Linked DNA regions of Mus musculus: region 2 is linked to region 1. A link is a contact called in public Hi-C data. All regions are on one chromosome and are shown on one strand. The core of a region is the stretch at or near the end of the contact, and the rest is flanking DNA. Distances in the headings are between cores, read along the strand shown. Region 1 has its middle 24 kb from the start of Gm38647. Region 2 overlaps Plekhb2 (pleckstrin homology domain containing, family B (evectins) member 2).

Region 1 (2,850 bases), core at 98-2,597:
TGAGGCTACGATGGTGGGAGCTAATGGCATGCTTGTTCTGGCCTCTGTTCTAAATATGGCTCCAGAGGAAGGCTCTAAACGCTTCCAGAATGAGGGTGCTGCATCTGGTGGCACCTGAGGTTTGGGCTCTGGCAGCCCTTTTTGGTGGACACTGGGAGCAGAGAGCTGTCCCATGGTTCATAGTGAAGATGTTCCTTCTATATTTTCTATCACTCTATGGTAAGGTCATTGTATCTATCTGTCTGCTGAACAGCTGAGGCAGGGTTTTTTTGTACACACATACACACATATACATACACATATACACACACATGTACATACACATATACATACACTCACACAACACATACATAACATATGCACATACATACACATATGTACACACATACACATACACACACAGATACACACATATATATATACATATACATACACACATACATACATATATGCATGCACACAGAGATATACACACACATACACATATATATGTGTGTGTATATATATATATGCATGCATACATACATACACACATACATATACACACACATATATGTATATATATGTACATATACACATACACATACATACACGCACATCATATATTCTTCTTTTCTTTTCTTTCCTTCCCTTTCCTTTCCTTTCATTTTTCTTTCTTTTCTTTCCTTTCCTTTCCTTTCCTTTCCTTTCCTTTCCTTTCCTTTCCTTTCCTTTCCTCTTCTCTTCTCTTTTCTTTTCTTTCCTTTTCTTTTTTGAAGCAGGGTCTCTTGTAGCCCAGGTTAGCCTCAGACTCTCTATGTAGCTGAGTGGGACTTGATGACTTTGCACTTCGATCATGCCGTCTACACCTCCTAGGTTCTTGGCTTACAGGTCCGCACCATACCACACCCAGCTCTGTGAGGTTCTGAATGGAGAGCCAACCTAAGGCTTCCCGGACACTGGGCGAGCATTCTGCCAACTACTGATCTATGCAAGGTGGGGCTTTATTAAACTTGAAAATCTGACAAGCACTTGACAGAGTGGTTAGCTGGGCTGTGTGAGCCATCTTGTCCTGGAGTGACATCCTTTCTGAAGGGCTCCTTGGGCTGCACACACTCCCCTAATCTTACCCTATGAATCAGTTTCTATGCCTGCGTTTGGAATTACTAGAGTCTAGGTTGTGGCTACGCTACAATAGTTCACTCTCCTAGATGTCGCAAGTTTTCCTCCTCCAGGCCACAAAACAGGAGAGCATGTAAGTTCATGTTCTATGCAGTGAACTCATCCCAGTTAGGGCCAAAGGGGCCACAGAGAGCTGCATCTGGCCTCCGCCCTATGGCACTTAATATCACCTTCATTTCCCCTGGGCTACAGCGCCCTCGTGTGGCTGTCTGCGGAATAGCTTCGATTGCGGACTTCAGACTGAAGAGTCTCAGACTCATCTGAGCGCATCTTATTCTCAGAGCAGTTTAGTGAACCCAAGGGAGTGAGCTACTTTAACCAACTAAGTTGAATCACCTTAGTGTCTGCAGCACCTTCAGGCTCCAACAGTCAACTGCCCTGTACTGAGGGTCTGCCACGGCACGGACACTGCTGGTGGATAGAGTAACCAACTGCTTCCTGATAATACTCTGAGCCATTTGCGCAATGAGGTGAGGAATTTGGGGGGAATTTGGGAGGCTGAGGTGTTTAAAATGGAGAAATACAGTCTTCCATGGCCAGCTGTTAACCTGCAGAAGGTAAGAAAAGCAAAGACTGGGAAGTGCCAGTCACCAAGTTCAAGGAATATTTTGAGGTACCTGCCAGGGCTTACTGGGGTTCCTAGAAAGGTCCCAGAGTCTACGTTTCTGATGTTTAGTGATAAGAACTATCGTGATACCCCTGAGCACTGGCTTTCATGCTGAGTGATCACAGAGGGATTCTGCAAAAAGAAATGGGCTGCTGAGCTCTTCACAGAAGGCAGAGTGCCATTTGGTAGACTCAGCCCTCACACGATGGTGAGTGCAGGGTTCAGCTGCAGAACATGGTGACTGGATTTGTGAAGTTCAGGGCTCTACAGGCCACTCCACAGCCTTCTCCCACATTACTGATGGAGTTGGGACAGGAGGTCCGCTACCCATCAGCTGTGACTCTGACAAGTGCCTTGTGCCTGGTCAGGATGTTCTGGTCCCAGAAAGGCAGCCGGAACAACCCTCACATGATGGAAGAAAACAGGCTTTCTGAGTTGGCTGCTTGTCACTGAAAGTCTTTTTTTTTTTTTTTTGTAAAGATTTATTTATTGTTATACATAAGCACACTGTAGCTGTCTTCAGATGCACCAGAAGAGGGCGTCAGATCTTATGATGGTGGTTGTGAGCCACCATGTGGTTGCTGGCTGGGATTTGAACTCAGGACCTTTGGAAGAACAGTCAGTTCTCTTAACCACTGAGCCATCTCTCCAGCCCTTGTCACTGAAAGTCTTAAATGAAGCCACTGTGAAGTGCTTGCCACACAAGCATGGGGAACCAGTGTGAACCCAGTGTGCCTTGCAGTCTCAGGGCTGGGAAGGCAGAGACAGGAGGATTGTGGGGACTTGCTGGCCTGCTAGCCAACTATTATTAGCAAACTTTAGGCTCAGTGACAGACCCTGCTTCAAACAGTAAGGTGGACACCCAAATGTTGAGATCTGGCCTAGACACACAGACATAGACAGACAGACAAGCAGACACCCACACACATAGACACACGCATGCATCACAGTCCTCCCCTCCCCACCCATAGCTCACATTCACAATAAATACAGGAAAGCCAGGGAGCTTGTTCAGGGTATGGATACTCACTCTTTTAAGATAAGATGTGATATATAGAGAAATGGAAACACAAGTTTGTTTA
Region 2 (2,850 bases), core at 142-2,641, 220 kb before region 1:
ACTACAACTACAACAGCTACAGCAAGCCTCCCCTGACCCCCTAGAGTACAGCCAGAAAAGGATGCACGTGGAGGATCTGGTGTAGACCAGATAACAAGGCACTCACTCTACCATGCAGCAGACCGAGGAGTGAGCCACAGAGTCCATCACTGCCGAGCAGAGGCAATCTGCCCTCCCCACCCCTAAGAACCACTAAAGGCCTTGTGGGGGTGGGTCAGCTGGCCGGACACCATGCACCTGTCAGTGGAAGTCGAGCAGTAATGGGCAGTCCTCTCTTCCCAACAAAGTGCTCTAAGGAGACTCAGAGAAAATCTAAACTCCTGAGCTGGAGCCCGGCCCCCGCTGTGGGCTGAGAATCTGGACTCCACCTGGCAAGATCCGAGTCTCTCCATGTTTAAAATGTCAGGGTTTTGACCAATAATCACTTTTAGCACGAACAGCCAAGATCGCAAACAAAATGACACAGAAGAAGGCCCACACTGAGACTGTAGAGATGTCAGATGTGGGCTGGAGTGCAGCTCATTGGGCGGAGCTTGCTAGGCATGCAAGAAAGGCTAGGTTCCAACCCAGCACCTAGGGTGAAAGATGCTAGAATTATCTAGAAAGGACTTGTGTATTGGGCTCTGGTGTATATATGTTGTGCAATGTATGGTGCAGGGGCAAATGTACATGTATAGAAGGTATACACGCCCATGCATGCATGCAGAGGCCAAAAGAGGACACTGGGTGTGCTCGCCCAATCTCTCACTCCCTCTACTCCCACACCTTATTCCCTTGAGATAGCGTCTCTTACGGAAAAGATTTTTTTTCCTGCCACAGTCTACTAGTTCTTTAGAACTTTCTATGTAGGCAAGGCTGACCTCAAACTCATAAAAATCCACATGCTTCTGCCTTCTGAGAACTGAGTCTAAAGGTGCGCACCACCACACTCAGCTCGGGAAAGAACTTTTTCAAGACAGGGTTGCTCTGTATAGCCCTGGCTGTCCTGGAACTCGAAATATAGACCAGGCTGGCCTCGAACTCATGGTGAGCTGCCTGATTCTGCCTCCTGACTGCTGGGATTAAAGGGGTACGCCATCACACTTGGCCCTCTAGAAAGGATTTTAAAGTAATTATTATAAAAATCTTTCAGTTAATAATTAGGAAATGAACATACTTAAATGAAAAAAATTAAAAACTCTACCCAAAATAATAAAAAAAAACATATAAGAAAAACTCAGTATAATACATACTATATATTAATATACAAAGAATACAAGTTCTGGAACTAGCCAGGGTGTGGCGCTGCACACTTGTAACTCCAGATTTTGGGAAGCTAAGAGAAAGTGATCAAGCCTTTACAGCACCCACATGGCTCACAGGGCTCACAACTGCCCTTAACTCAAGTTGCAGGGTATCTGGTGCCCTCTTCTGGCCTCGGGGTGTACTGCATGCATGAGGTGCTCACAGATACCTGAAGGCAAAACACTCATACACACAAAATAAAGTGTATCTTTTAAAAACAGACAGTTACATACAACCATTTGAAAATAATGGGATAATTATAAATCCAACGAACGTGTACTAAATTTTTATGCTGAAAACTGTAAAATGTTGACAAAACAAAAATAAAATAAAGAAAGCCAGGAATAAAAGCAGAGTGACAAACAGAGAAGTCCACGAGGCTCAGAGCAGCAAACACGCCTTCTCTCTAAGCGTGATGCATTGGCTTACAGCAGCTTTGTCAGAAACCTTGCAAGGCTTTGCAGTTAATACAGATAAACGGATCCAGGGCTGGCCAGATGGCTCGTTGGATAAAGGTGCTTACCGCCAAGTCTGCTGGCCTGAGTTTAATCTGCAGGACTCACAGAATGGAAGGAGAGAACCAACTCTCAAGTTGCCCTCTGACCTCTACCTGTGTGCTACAGATGCAGGCACTACATATACACACACACACACACATATACACACATATACCATATATATATATATATATATATATATATATATATATATACATACATACATACACACACACACACATATATATATATACACACACACATATATACATACATATATATATATACACATATATACATACATATATATATATATTATATATATGGTTTTTTGCTTAATTTGAGATAGACTCTCTAGATTAAGCTGGCCTCCTGTGCAGCCATGAAAGATCTGCATCTCCTAATTGCCCTGCTCCTGCATCCCAAGCACTGATCAGGAGTCCAGGTTTGTGTAGCTACCCCCAGTTTATACAGTGCTGGGGACCAAAACCTCCAGCTTGCTAGGCAAACACTCCATCAACTGACCACATCACCAGCTCCAAGAGCTGATCTGTTTCATCTAAGCAAAGAGGAATACTATGATAAAAAGGGAAGCCTTGGAGTGTATTTCTAATTTCCCTGAGACTGACTTAAGATTAAGATCAAAACTACAACCAGAAACAGAAGAAAAGAGACCAACAGAAATGGGAAAGCAGCAGAGAGCCCCGGCTTCCCTCATGTGTATGCTCTGCTCAAACCTCCCTACCTCAGGGGTTGGTGTAGCATAGGCTGCGTAGGGAGGCGGGGACGCGGCCACTGCAGTCTCTTCAGACAGGATTGCTGAACCAACGTAAGCCTGTGGGAGACAAGAGAGCTAGGACCAAGAGCACATTCACTCAGCAAAGAAAAGATCACAAAGACCCTGCTGGAGCAGGGGCAGCCTCCAGCCTCCTAAAACACCCTGAGTTCAGCAGCCAGTCCCGGCTCAGCCCCAAGCCAGAGCGGGGCACTCTTGGCCCGGGAAGGTACCTGAAGCTCGACTGCCTATAGACCAAGGGCTACTACCCTTATCAGTCCATCTGGTCACAAT

The links. A called contact is a pair of places that touch in the nucleus more often than the background predicts.
Region 2: a contact with region 1 is called in a Hi-C map of stem cell-derived neural stem cells, with 2.2 times the contacts expected there. The contact joins two enhancer-like sites. A contact is called at or near these places in 1 of 15 datasets of contacts at CTCF or cohesin (embryonic stem cells), 51 of 484 Hi-C or Micro-C datasets (3T3-L1-derived adipocytes, B cells, the G1E-ER4 cell line and 25 more), 4 of 115 datasets of contacts at active chromatin or transcription factors (astrocytes, embryonic stem cells, fibro-adipogenic progenitors and 1 more) and 1 of 9 other capture datasets (embryonic stem cells).

The regions. Positions count from the first base shown.
Region 1 is chr1:34,641,153-34,644,002 of GRCm38.p6, reverse strand. No RefSeq gene overlaps it. Among named protein-coding and RNA genes, the nearest start is that of Gm38647, 24 kb to the left of the region's middle. Within about 2 kb of position 1,347, at least 10 of the 459 cell types and tissues checked have an H3K27ac peak or open chromatin away from gene starts, as enhancers often do. A contact at or near this core is called in stem cell-derived neural stem cells, where this site is marked.
Region 2 is chr1:34,865,907-34,868,756 of GRCm38.p6, reverse strand. Plekhb2 (pleckstrin homology domain containing, family B (evectins) member 2) reads right to left here. Exons shown (of 8, transcript NM_145516.2): 6 at 2,527-2,616. Among named protein-coding and RNA genes, the nearest start is that of Plekhb2, 17 kb to the right of the region's middle. Within about 2 kb of position 1,391, at least 20 of the 459 cell types and tissues checked have an H3K27ac peak or open chromatin away from gene starts, as enhancers often do. A contact at or near this core is called in stem cell-derived neural stem cells, where this site is marked.